Linked DNA regions of Gasterosteus aculeatus: region 1 is linked to region 2. The links are chromatin contacts, called in public Hi-C maps. All regions are on one chromosome and are shown on one strand. Each heading gives the region's core, a stretch centred on a gene start, on an enhancer-like site or on the middle of the called end of the contact. The rest is flanking DNA. Distances are from core to core; before and after follow the strand shown. Region 1 holds the start of lmbr1 (limb development membrane protein 1). Region 2 overlaps rbm33a (RNA binding motif protein 33a).

Region 1 (5,987 bases), core at 1,345-3,844, 81 kb after region 2:
TTACAGAAATCCTTCATTATTAACGTAAAGTTCAAATTGACCCTATTTATTTCAGCATAAAGTAAAATAGTAATCATTGTTTTCCAACGTATGACGTGCTCATGCGACCAACAGTTTGTGCAAAGTGGTCCAGAAACGGCCGCCGCGTGGGAATGTGTCACCTAACCGCGGCCTCAAAACACGCAGAAGGATCCCATTCCACATTTCCCCCCTTCTACTGTGACAGTGACACAACTAATGTTAGAAGCTCCCGCTTCAGCACCTTGCACCCCGTCAACATTGGATTGGGAAAGCTGGGCTCATGAGATGACATGGTGCTGTATGTCTTATCACCTGAGTCCTCTTTCCAAACGAAAGACAGCTGATTTAAAGACCGGGGCTACAAAAAGGTCTGCTGGGACCTCGGGGGGGAAACACAGAGGTATGTGCAGGGAGCTGATGGACTGGCAGAGACGCAACACGGGGGTTCAGGAAGATACAACAACAACAACAAGTCACAGGCAGAGCGGAGGCCAACGCCGCTGCCCATCGGGAAACAGAAAAGAAAGAAGTAACAACAAATGTAACGGCTTGTGAGCGGTTTGCACGCACCATCCAACCATGGGGACAGTATTTCACAGCTTTATGCAGTGAGAACTCGAGCTGCAGGGGAGGGACACTTATGTCATTTGACAATTCCTGCAATGACTTCAGGCGCTGTGGTAAATGTTGTTCAAGAATTAGACCTGTTTAGCAGGAGTCTGGTTTTAGATGTTTCCACGTTAGACAAAAGTTAATGCAGTTGAAGGCTGCAGACAGGAGATAACCTGATTAACAGAGGACGGCTGAAGAAACCTAAACACCAGGCCATGACCCCTGTCATTAGCCACAACAACACTTTTACAACATGCTGTCAAAGCGTGCTGGAAGAACTTACTTCACTCGGTCTCCTAAATGGTCAAAATATTTTCTTAGGAAAGTGGTTGTTCAGGTTCAGGAATGTCACAACTTCTGCACGCCCTTCAACAAAGTGAACTTGTGTTTCCAAAACCACGTGAAAGCCTGATAATCATTTTCCGTCCTTGTGTGGAGGTGGAAGTGGAAGGTGTCATTAGTGACGGAGTCACCAGCTAGTCTCACTTTATTCCGTGTTAACTAGATTTCTCTTAAAACACTTCTTCAGGACGCCGGTGCGTCAGAAACCACTTCACCAAAACTCAGGTCTAGCATGCAAAGTACCACGTTGTCACCGAGTCATGTTTAACAAGTATGAAACTCAACGCAGAGTGGCCCCGGCACGCACAATAACACACAGAAATCAATCTGACTCACATTGAGACAGGAAGGAGCCATTACGATGGTGATACGGGATACTGGGAGTCAGATGCAGAGCGATAAGCAGGACAAAATGTGCCATCCAAAGCTGAGCTGTTCAGCTCGTCTGAGAGGTGAAACCTTTGATAGTTACTATTCTAAGAGTAATCAAGTAGATTTACTCCAGGTTAAATTATCCCCTGTACTTTCTCATTTAAGTCGACTGATCCACAGAAAAAAGACGATCATCAGAGAGTTTCCTACCCACGAGTTTATTGTTATATTTTGATTGTCAGGTGGCATAACGGGAAGATTAAGGACACTAAATGTAAAGCTGCAGTGGTTAAACATTTGCCAGACAAGAACACATCTTCTTACTTATAATATTACACAGCAAACTGCCTCCTCTGCCAATCACGTCATTACAAAACATGTTTTCTTCCTGAAACACAAAGTTTAGTCACTCACATCATCAACATCCAACCACAGGACCTCATGAGAACAAAGAGGACCTTTTACTGAAAAAGCCATTAAATCATCATGTGATCATCTGACAGGTCTGCATTTAACACAAACCGATGATCAAACCGAACACGTGTATTTTCCGAACGTGTAATATCCGAACACATATTTGAGCAGGGAAACATGAATATTATAATCTAACCTGTTTGTAACGTAACGTTATAATATAAATAAAGCCTACAAATGAAAGGGATTTCAAAAGCAGATGTCCCAGTCCCCCGTTCAGCCTGAATGAGTGAGCACTGGGACATTGTGTCCACGTCTTCCTCCGTCAATCGCAGGTGTATTCATAACAGGTCTGTCCCAACATCGACGCCTCCACTGGCGAAGTTGTAACACGAACGCTAACGTGACAGCTAACTTTAATTAGCAGATGCGACCTCACGTGTGACGGACACACAACGGGACGTGTTGCACAAAACGTGGTAAAGTGGGAGCGAATCTGCAGCGTCTCACTGACAGGCGAAGCTAACGCTAGCCCCCCCCCACCACCCGCAGAGCAGAGGGCGTTGTTAGCTTGCTAGCCTCCGCTAGCCGCTCCGGTAGGCTACTTACGATGTACTCTCGAACTTGGCTGTGGAAATTCTGCTCTCGGATAGAAACATCGTCTTCTTCCATTCTTCATATTGCAAATACGAGAGAGAGACAAAAAAGAGCTATTAGATTCACCGCATGTTAGGTTCGCGCAACAACTCCGGTGTCTTCGTCCCCTCCAGCAAATATTGCCCCGACTGGTTAAGAGACAGTTTACATCGGAGAACCCGCCGCTGCGTGCAGTAAAAAAATAAACCCGCCCATAAATAAAGTACGTCATCACTGCGCGCCGGCTCCTCGGCGCGCCCTGGAAGCAAATGCTCACGTGTTTTGTGGGTCACATAAACAGTTTTCTACACGGAGCTACATGTGCGGTTCGTGGTATTTATGTATTTTAAATAGGGGGGGATTCTCAGCGGGGGCTTTGCGTATGTAGATTGTTTTAAACCATTTGCGGATGCCACCGTTAGCTTGTTCGCTACGTGTCTGTCGCTATTTTCCGAAAGAAGGGTAACGGCCGGTGGAGTTCACGTGTCCGCGTCAAGTTACGTTTTAGAGATGAAGGGGAAATTTAAGAAGAACAGCAAAAAGAAGAAGAAGACGAACGTTGTGTTGCACAAGTACATGGTGGCAGTTGATGATTTTTTAAAGAGCAAAAGTGTCACTGAAGAAGAGGAATCTGTCCAAGGCTTGAGGGTTGTAAAACAGAAGAGCAGAAAAGAGCTTCGCAAAGAAACCCGAAAAAATAAAAAAGCCAGAATGAAATGTTACTATGAGGGTAAAAAAAAAATCGACGGTGAAAACTCTGAAATAGTAGTTGATAATCCACAGCAGCAGAAGAAGAAGAAAGGGGCGAAAGCGAAGAAAGAAGTGTCAAAGTCCTCCAGTTCTGTTCCAGACAAACCAGACGGCTCTGAAGCACCATCGTCTTCCAAGAAAAGCAAGAAACTCAGCAAACTTCAACAATCAAGGAAAAGGGCACTCCTGGAGGCAAATGAAGAGGAAGACCGGGAAATAAAGAGATTAGAGCGACGCCTGGGATTAAACAAGAGGAAAAACAAGAAGACCCTCCCTCAGTCGTTCTCGGTTGATGGACTCGATTACATCCTCGGTGTGCTGGACTCCGGCTCATCGGCCGCGGCCTTGTATGACGAAGATGATGGCGATGAAGACATGGAGAAGGCCGTGGACAACTTTGAAAAACTCGATGAGAACAACCCCGAACTGTCCGATGAGGACGGGAAACTTGGAGATGAGATGGCGAGTGAAGGCAGTGATGAAGAGATGGCTTCATTTGATGACGAAGATGAGGTTGATGGGGACGACGACGACGACGACGGTGAGGATGACGAGGATGCTGACGATGAAACTGTTGAGGAAAAGGAAGTGGACGCTGAGCCGGATGAGAGTGATGCCGCTGACTCCGGCAATGAAAACGATGGTGAAAAAGAGGAAGAAGCTGACGCTGAAGACACGGCGACGTCGGGCTTGAACTCTGAAACGGTGAGTTCACAAACGATCCTTTTATTATTTCCGAAGCGCTGACTTCTCATTTGCTGTACGATGGATCTAATTGTAGGACACTCGTTCTAATGTCCAGGTCAACGCTGCAGCGGGCAAGTATGTGCCGCCTCACTTAAGAGGCGCCGGAGATGAAAAACGCAAAGCTGAGCTGGAAAAGCTGAAGAGGACCGTGAAAGGCTTGATGAACAGGTACTTGTTATTCTATAGCACAGACGTAGCGCGTCACCCTCAACAGTGTTTTGCAGGTGCGTCAGAAAACATTAATTTGATATTTGCTGCGTCAGGGATGTTAACTCAGTTTGATGCTAATACATTCCCATAATACGCACGTTTACACTGCGATTAAGCATTTACACGTTTGCCGCTTTTTCTGCTAAAGCTGCGTTTCTTTATTTCAACAATCCTATGAAAGTTTTTTAAAAATATGTTTCTGTGATTTTATGCGTTAATATTCATACTAATTGTTGTTGGCTGGTTTTGTCCATTGAACGGTCCAAAGCACAAACATGTTAATCCTACCAGGATACGGAACGCCTGATTCCTGATGACTCGTTGTTTAATCCTTCAGGCTGACTGAGCCCAACATGGCGTCCATCAGTGGCCAGCTGGAGGAGCTGTACATGAGCTGCAGCCGGAAGGACATGAATGACACCCTGACAGAGGTGCTGTTAGCAGCCTGCGTCACCCCGTCCCTGATGCCCGACCGGCTTCTGATGGAGCACGTCCTGCTCGTCAGCATCGTCCATCACGCCATCGGAATCGAGGTAAGCGCACCGCTTACTTCGGTGCTCGAATGGCCCCTCATTGAATAGTTTTTACCTCCTGATGGCTTTTGAGACATTCTTTTCACGATGACCGCAGGTGGAGGATGGCTTTTTTTTTTTTGTAGCTCATGGATTATTCATTGGAGGCTTTTTTAAGGCAATTACTGCCTGTGCAGACTTTCACAGAATGATGATGCTCTCTTAATGAATTGGAAAGTTAAATCCAAATCTTCACTTAAGGTGTAATTCAACTATAATCTCTGTTGTATTGACTTTCCATCTTGTAAATGACCCCAAACAGGATCATCAGTAGAATTAGCCACAGCCAACAGATTGCTTTCCACATAGTGGAATTTTAACATAATACATTTGCTGGTTCTTTTTTTGTAAGATATCCTGTAAATATCTGTAGTTTTTCAATTCAGTACTCTTGCTACTGTATTAATTATCATTTAACATATTCCCTAGAATATTAACCAACGTAGATTGGTAAATTTTGATGATTTTTCCAGGTTGGAGCTAATTTCCTCGAGTCTGTTGTGCGAAAGTTCGACGAAGTGTACAACAACCCGACCGAAGGCAAAGAATGCGACAACCTGGTCGCTATTGTGGGTCACCTCTATAACTTCCAGGTGGTGCATTCTGTCCTCATCGTTGACATCCTCAAACGTTTTGTCGGAGCCTTCACGGAGAAGGACATCGAACTGGTGCTGTTGGTGCTGCGGAATGTCGGCTTCTCCCTGAGGAAGGACGACGCTCTGGCTCTCAAGGAGCTCATCTCGGAGGGCCAGCGCAAGGCCCGCGACCTGGGCTCCACGTTTCAGGACCAGACCAGGGTAGGTCAAACAGAAGTTCCTCTCCCTTTTTTTTTAAATTTACCCTCATCTACACCTCAGGCTGACTGAGAATGACCCTCGTTCTCGGATCATCACACGTCTATGTGCACACGTGCTTTAGGTGCGTTTCATGCTGGAGACCATGCTGGCTTTGAAGAACAACGACATGCGGAAGATCCCCGGCTACGATCCGGAGCCCATGGAGAGACTGAAGAAGCTGCAGAGGACTCTGGTGGGTGCTTCGATTTGAAATACCCTGATTTAAGGTTATTGGTGAGAATTGAATTTGGATTCTTAATAAGTAGCGTACATGCGACGGTGTTGACCCTCCTACTGAAGACGGTTATTGTGTTCTTTCAGGATATTATTTTCATAGTAGCTTCGGCTTGTACCACCAGGTGGCCCTAGAGCCCCTCCCTTACAGACCTAAAGTCCACAGTATATGGGATGCTTTCATCATGACCATGAGTTGAAGCGGTTCTAACGATTTGCTAATTTGGTTTCCTTCTTTGAT
Region 2 (6,238 bases), core at 857-3,356:
CTAAAATAATCACTTTTATTCTTTTCTCAGATCAAATCCCCGGCAACAACGTAGTGTCACATGTCCTCATCGGTGCCGTTGCTCGGTGAGAGGACCATGCCGAAGGTGTCGCACGTTTTAACTCAATTTGGTTGTGATTTTATTACCGAGCCCGTTTATGAACTGGAACTACGACTCTTCCCAACTCAAATGTCGCTGTTGGTCTGTTGTTTAATCCGTGCATGATGAGACTGTCGCTATGGCAAAGCCCCGACTTCTGGAATTTGAGTTGGGTGATTTGCAGTTTCTGGCTCCAGGCTTCTGTGTTGGTTTTGAATCCAAAGCGTTCCCAGCCGGCGGCATGGTCCGAGCATTTCACGTGTGGCCTGTTGTTTTTTTGGGGGGGGGGGGGTTTCAGTCCCGCAACACGTCACCGGAGGCGTGACCTCCCGCTCTCGTATTAACGCCTTCATTTTTCCCCAGAGCTGAGAGGCGCCGCCCAACGACGCCGCCGTGTCACCGTAACTCGCTCACCTAACGCTTCAGGTTCCTCCACAGGCGGGCGAGGCGTTTCGGCCTCGGACCGAAGGTTCTTTTGCTAAATTCTTTTTGTTTAACTCGAGCTTTAATACATGTTGCCACATTTCCTTTTCCATTGCCGCTTTTCTCCCTCCACCGCCATCGCGCTCCTACCGGCCGCTGCTCTTTTCCTTGATGCGGCCGCGTTGTTGAGTGAACTTGGGACTCCTGTGTGGAGCCGGGTGGCCCTGCCTGGATTACCTGTGTGCGTGCGTGCGTGCGTGTGTGTGTGTGTGTGTGCGCGCGTGTGTTGGCCCCGGTGGAGGGAGCGTTCACACAGCACACGCGTGACTCTCTGAAGCCGCTTTACGGCTTTCACGCCACCAAAAGCTCCTCCCGACTTCTTCACATGGCTTGTTTGGTTGGATTTTTAAAAAAAAAAAGGAAGAAAAAAAAAAAAAGACACTGCAGTGGTTTCATCATATCAACAAAAAATAATCACTGACAATCCAACGTTCACCGGACTTGTTGACAATCCACCCGGTCATGTGTGTTCACAATCTGCTGTATAACATGAAGGAATGTTTTGTGTTGGAAAACTCTGAAGTCTTCTCACTCATGTTCTGAAACTGTGAAGCATGTGATGTAAAAAAAAAAAAAAAGATCTGACGTTTGAGAAAGGGAATCATTCTCTGAGAGACGGAATGTGTTGAAGTTGATACGAGAAAACTGAAGAAAAATAAATATTTGGATACATGCAGCAATGGTATTGTCTTTATTGTGAGATGGAGGCGTATGTTAAATTATCTAAATTCTTTTTTCACAACCAAAAACCCGTCGTTTTTTTGGGTTGGACCAGTAAAATGTACCCCCCCCCCCCCCCCCTCCAACCCCAGGCTGAACCACCTACGCCCTGAGGAGGGTCGATGTTGCCTGGGAAGGAACGCCGCGCTGCCATTTGCAGAACTCTCTTAGAAACGGCCCAGTTTTGTTTTTCCCAGCATGCCGGGTCCGCTCATGTTTGCGAATGTCAACGTTTGTAAAAGCCGCTGTTGAGCCCGAGCAGACTGAGGGCCCCCGGAGGGATTAGAGGAGGCTCTGTTTACCTGCCTTGAGGAATGCTGCCCTGCGCGGACGCTTTTGTATCTGCCAGGGACCCAAGGTCACAGCGCCGGCAGAGATGGGCCCGCTTTGTCCCTCCTCGAAGATTCCACCTCACAGTATCAACAACCCAACACAATGTGGGAGAAGGAAGTGGAATTCCTGCTCATGTTGCTGCAGTGCTCAGAAACTCCGGTTCAGGGATCCTTTTTCCCCTTCTGCCAAGTCTGCCTGGGGAGGATGATCATTTTGAGGGATTTCGGTTGAATAAAATGTAATATTGTGCATTTTAATATATTTTAGTAGTTATTTTTCGCCAGATATACAAGTTTAAATCCTAAATCCTTGAAAGGCACTTCACACGGATACATATACTTATGGCTCTCAGCTCCTTTTCTGACCTGATTTCACTCAAATCGCATATAGAAGCAGCGTGTCCTGCGCGCTGTCTCGCCGCGGAGCCGTCGGCAGTACTCGCGTTCCGCCGCGCGGGGTCGCACTTGTTCAACCCAAAAACCGCCGTTAGCGGGAGAAGCTGATCCCGTCATCCACGTTAGAAAGACCCTTTCAGTACCACGGAACCCATCAAGAGGTCACCAAGAATGACCAATAACCTCGCCGTTAAGTGCTACGCGCACATTGTGCGTCCCTGTGAAAATACCGGAGGATTAAAGCGATTAAAGGCCGCCGAATGTTTTTGCCAAGCTGTGATTTTGACAAAAAGCCCCGCGTTTCTTTTCCTCGCGACCGACTGACCGTCTCTGATGGAGCAATCTGACCTCAGACCAGCAGACCCCGAGCGGCACCTTTTTAGGAGCCAACAAACACGCTTGTGTTTAATTTTGTCTGCAAGTTAGGAGTTATTTGCGGAGGGCAAACCTCGTTAAATCTGACATGGGCTCTCAACATTTCGCAAGCATGCAAAAGGTAGTTCAAAGCGCAGCGATTTCTCCTTTTTGTAAAAGAAAAGGAAAACGACTAGCGAAGTGGGTAAAATTGTGTGTCGTCTTTTGTGGTTAAGCTCATTCAATTACGGCGTAAAACTATTTAATGTTAATTATAACCGCCCAGAAATAATAACAGCTGGATCAGACTGAAAATCGCAAAACAATTAGTTTATCAGTCAGCTGTCTCAACTAATTTAATACCTTCATTTGTGCATAGTGCTGGTAGACAAAGACATGTAACAACTGCAAGTTTGAAGATTTTCTTTATCTCATTTTGTAATAAACATATAAATAATAAACTCTAGACATTTGTTGACGCATCGCCCTGTTATGAAAGTTAACTGTATGGTCTGGCTATATAGACTATCCAAACTTTGCATCTGCCGCAGGTCATTTCTATAAAACTATTTCCCTATTACAAAATATGAAAAGAAAAATACATTTTAGTACATTTACATGAGTTACTTATTAATTTATTTAACGAAACTGTTTCAGTACTACTTTAACATTTACTGAATTGTCAGAATCTGCATTTAATATTTTTTTCTCAGAGGAAAACAGAAAAATAGAAACACAACAGAAAAGAAAAGCAGAGTATGCAGACATGAGGCAGAATATCTGTCCCTCTCCGACAACTTAAACGAACATTTTCCAAAATAATAAAATTCTTAATAAACCAAGCAGTACAAGATTTTTCAATACTTTCCCAACTACTGTATTTAAATTAAAATATATTCTCATATCTTACACTATTTCAAATAACGAAATGTGATTCGGTAGCGATCTGTCAAAATCTAATTTACAATTCTGTGTATAAAAATATAATTTATGGAACCCCGCGAAGTTTGTTCCCCCCAAAATATAACAGTCAGTTGCACATACACGCACATATGAACATTACAACCTGTCAACTTTAGCTCCTTTCTACACGGTCTTCTTCTTTCTCTTGGCGATATTTTTTCTTTTCCATTTTTTCTTTTTCATTTTTTTTTTGTTTTTGCATTTGAGATATACAAAAATAGATTATGCACATTTTGCTGTTCACACCGTTTCAGAATCCATTTGTGTCACAGCAGCGAGTTCACATGAGAATAAATTATTCAATGAGAAACTTTTTAAGGCTCCATTCATTCTTTGAAAGGGGACACATGGAAAAAGTCACTGAAATAAATATCCCAACTCCGCTGGGGCCTTTGTCTTGTTCGTTCGTTTTTTGTTTTATTTTTTTTGTTGTTTTTGTCGTATCATTATTATTATTTTATTCGATCTACTGAATAGTTCGTGCGTCCTACGCGTAGGTCTCATTTTGCTCCCGCGGTAGAGGTTTCAACTCGAGTACACTGACATCCCAAGTGGATGGATCGAGTGGCTGTCCAAGAGCCAGCTTCCTACTTGATAAAGCATCTTGGAGTACCAGTGCACCCCGTCGCTCTGCGCGCTCGCCCCACGCTGCGACCTGAAAAGCAGCGAGGACACCCAGTGGGCGAGCCTGACGGGCGCCAGGGCCCAGTGCGCCAGGTCGTGGTCTTCGATCACCGCGTAACAGGACGCGAGGACCTGGTCCACCACGACGGTCCCCTGCGCGGTCACCGGCGCAAAGGAGCCCTCGTGCTCCCGCGTGTATATCCGTCTCACGGTCACGGGCTCGAGTCGACTCCGCTCGGCGTCGAACACGAACACCTTCTGCCCGGATCGCACTTGGCTGGCGAAGACCGCCGACATCCGCTCCCCCGCCGTGGCGTTGCGGCCCACGAAGAGGAGGTGCGCCGCCGTCAGGGTGATCTTCTGGCCCGAGTCGGTCTCGATCACGTGGAAGAGCCTCCTGGTTGTGGAGTCTTGGTCGATGAACATGATGAAGTCGGTGTACGTGGGGTTCCCCTCGACGTCTCCCGCCAGCACCCTGTCGCCGGTCTGCAGGTGTTTGACCGCCTTCTTGGTGCCGTCCTGCAGGGTGACCGTGGACGAGCCCGGGAAGCAGCCGCCCGACTTCGCCGCCACGGAGTTTTCTGTTAAACAAGAGCGTGTTGTTGTTGTTGTTGTTGAAATGCAATATCTCACACAACATCAGAAATATGCTTATTTAGTCGTCAGCAGGTGCACGGCAAAATGATTTCCAAAAAACAATTGGATAACTTTCAGAACTTCGATATAACGAATCGCAGGTGCCTTTCACTCAAAGCCCCATTGACGAACCTCCCCCCCCCCTTTTTTTGCCCATGTTTGTATTTTTTCCTGCCTTCACACATCATGGTGGGCCATATGCATTTTGCATAATGATGTCTGTCTGCTCCCTGCCAAATGCGTATTGGCTGGGCCCCGCGTTGTCTGAGACGGGAAAACCCGAAAGCCTTTGGCTCATCTATTCTTAATTAAAAAACCCAATAAAGCGCAGGCATTGTTATTCTAAATCAGCTTGTGGATCAAGCTACTCTTGGTAAAGAACACTTACGCCTTTCCCAGCTACTCGTCCCCATATTTGCTCAGGTGCAGAAACCTCTATGTGACAATTCACACAAATGGGCGACTCACAACTACTATTTACACAGTGGAGCCACTTTTCCAAGCCTCTCGAGTTGTAGATTTGAATTTAAATGAGGGCTCGGACTCTTAAATGCTTTCTGTTGTGCAACATCAATGTGCCCTCTTTGCACCACCTCTCGCTGCTTTGTTTGTCAGGCTTGACGACAATAATTTTGGCCTTGGTGGAGCTCTCCACATACCGGTCTCTGGGATCACACTGTCCTGCACACTGCTCTGAAGTTGGGGCTTTTTTTTTTTTTTTAATCTTCTTTTAAGATTCCCAAGCATGAAATAAGGTGACAACTGAAAACCAGATTTATCCCAACCGATTCAACATTGTTCGTCCAAATCCTTTTGGTAAAGTCGCATGACCCCGAATGACACGTCGGCCCGGCCCATACTGTGATCTCAAAACGTGTGTGTTGAATGACAAGTAAGGGATTTATCAATGAAGTCTGAGCTAAGGGAGAAGAAGAAGAAAAAAAAAGAGAAGCTACCAGGGTTCTTCAATCAGTGTGAGGAAATGGTTTCTACGCGCCGTAGGTGTCTCTTAGCTTAGCAGAGGCCTGTGAGGTTATTTTAACCCCCCCTCCCCCCAAAAAGGAACCAAAACGAAGGTTATTTTTAAGATAAAAGCAAAAACTGGAGCTTAAAATAAACCTGCCACAAAAAAAAGCTGGAACGAGAAACTTTTTCGTTTTGACATATCCCTCCCCCCAAAAAACGCAACAACGTCTGGTAATTTATCTCGGCTTCTGATACGCAAAAAAGTGCACAGAATGATCCGCTGTTGCGGGTCACACCGAGGAGCCCTGTCGGGTCACGGCCGTGGTTCCCACCAGGAGACGGTGTGGGGCGATGTAAGATCGAGGAATGAGCTGCACGGGAGATCCTCACGGCACGTGTTTCACAGCCCAAACGAAGGCTCGCGCTCTGCACTCCGATGACCTCATTAGAAAGATATCGAGCGCGCGCGCGTTCTTGTTGTTAACCATTCACTGAATTCCCAGCGGATCCGTTTTTGTTGTTGTTTTTTTTCGATTGATCGTCAAGTTTTTGCAAGCGAATCGACACACGTGAAGGAAAACGCCGCGTCGCGTGCGCTCTCCCGCGGTGTTTCTTGGCGTGCACGTCGCAGCCGACCCGCGCACTTTGAAAGGCACCGCTTCGTT

The links. A called contact is a pair of places that touch in the nucleus more often than the background predicts.
Region 1: a Hi-C map of liver shows a contact between it and region 2, with 6 times the contacts expected there. The contact joins the promoter of lmbr1 here to the enhancer-like site in region 2. A contact is called at or near these places in 5 of 6 Hi-C or Micro-C datasets (liver, skeletal muscle, tail fin and 1 more).

Annotation. Positions count from the first base shown.
Region 1 is chr21:16,713,098-16,719,084 of fGasAcu3.hap1.1, forward strand. It overlaps lmbr1 (limb development membrane protein 1), which reads right to left and starts at 2,595. Exons shown (of 18, transcript XM_078095947.1): 1 at 2,371-2,595. The coding sequence starts at 2,433. It overlaps nom1 (nucleolar protein with MIF4G domain 1), which reads left to right and starts at 2,602. Exons shown (of 11, transcript XM_040166862.2): 1 at 2,602-3,852; 2 at 3,929-4,062; 3 at 4,442-4,637; 4 at 5,150-5,473; 5 at 5,595-5,705. The coding sequence starts at 2,908.
Region 2 is chr21:16,632,180-16,638,417 of fGasAcu3.hap1.1, forward strand. rbm33a (RNA binding motif protein 33a) reads left to right here. Exons shown (of 19, transcript XM_040167756.2): 19 at 1-1,258. shha (sonic hedgehog signaling molecule a) reads right to left here. Exons shown (of 3, transcript XM_040167762.2): 3 at 2,791-4,552. The coding sequence ends at 3,873. Among protein-coding and RNA genes, the nearest start is that of shha, 8.3 kb to the right of the region's middle. Within about 2 kb of position 2,107, at least 7 of the 9 cell types and tissues checked have open chromatin away from gene starts, as enhancers often do. A contact at or near this core is called in liver, where this site is marked.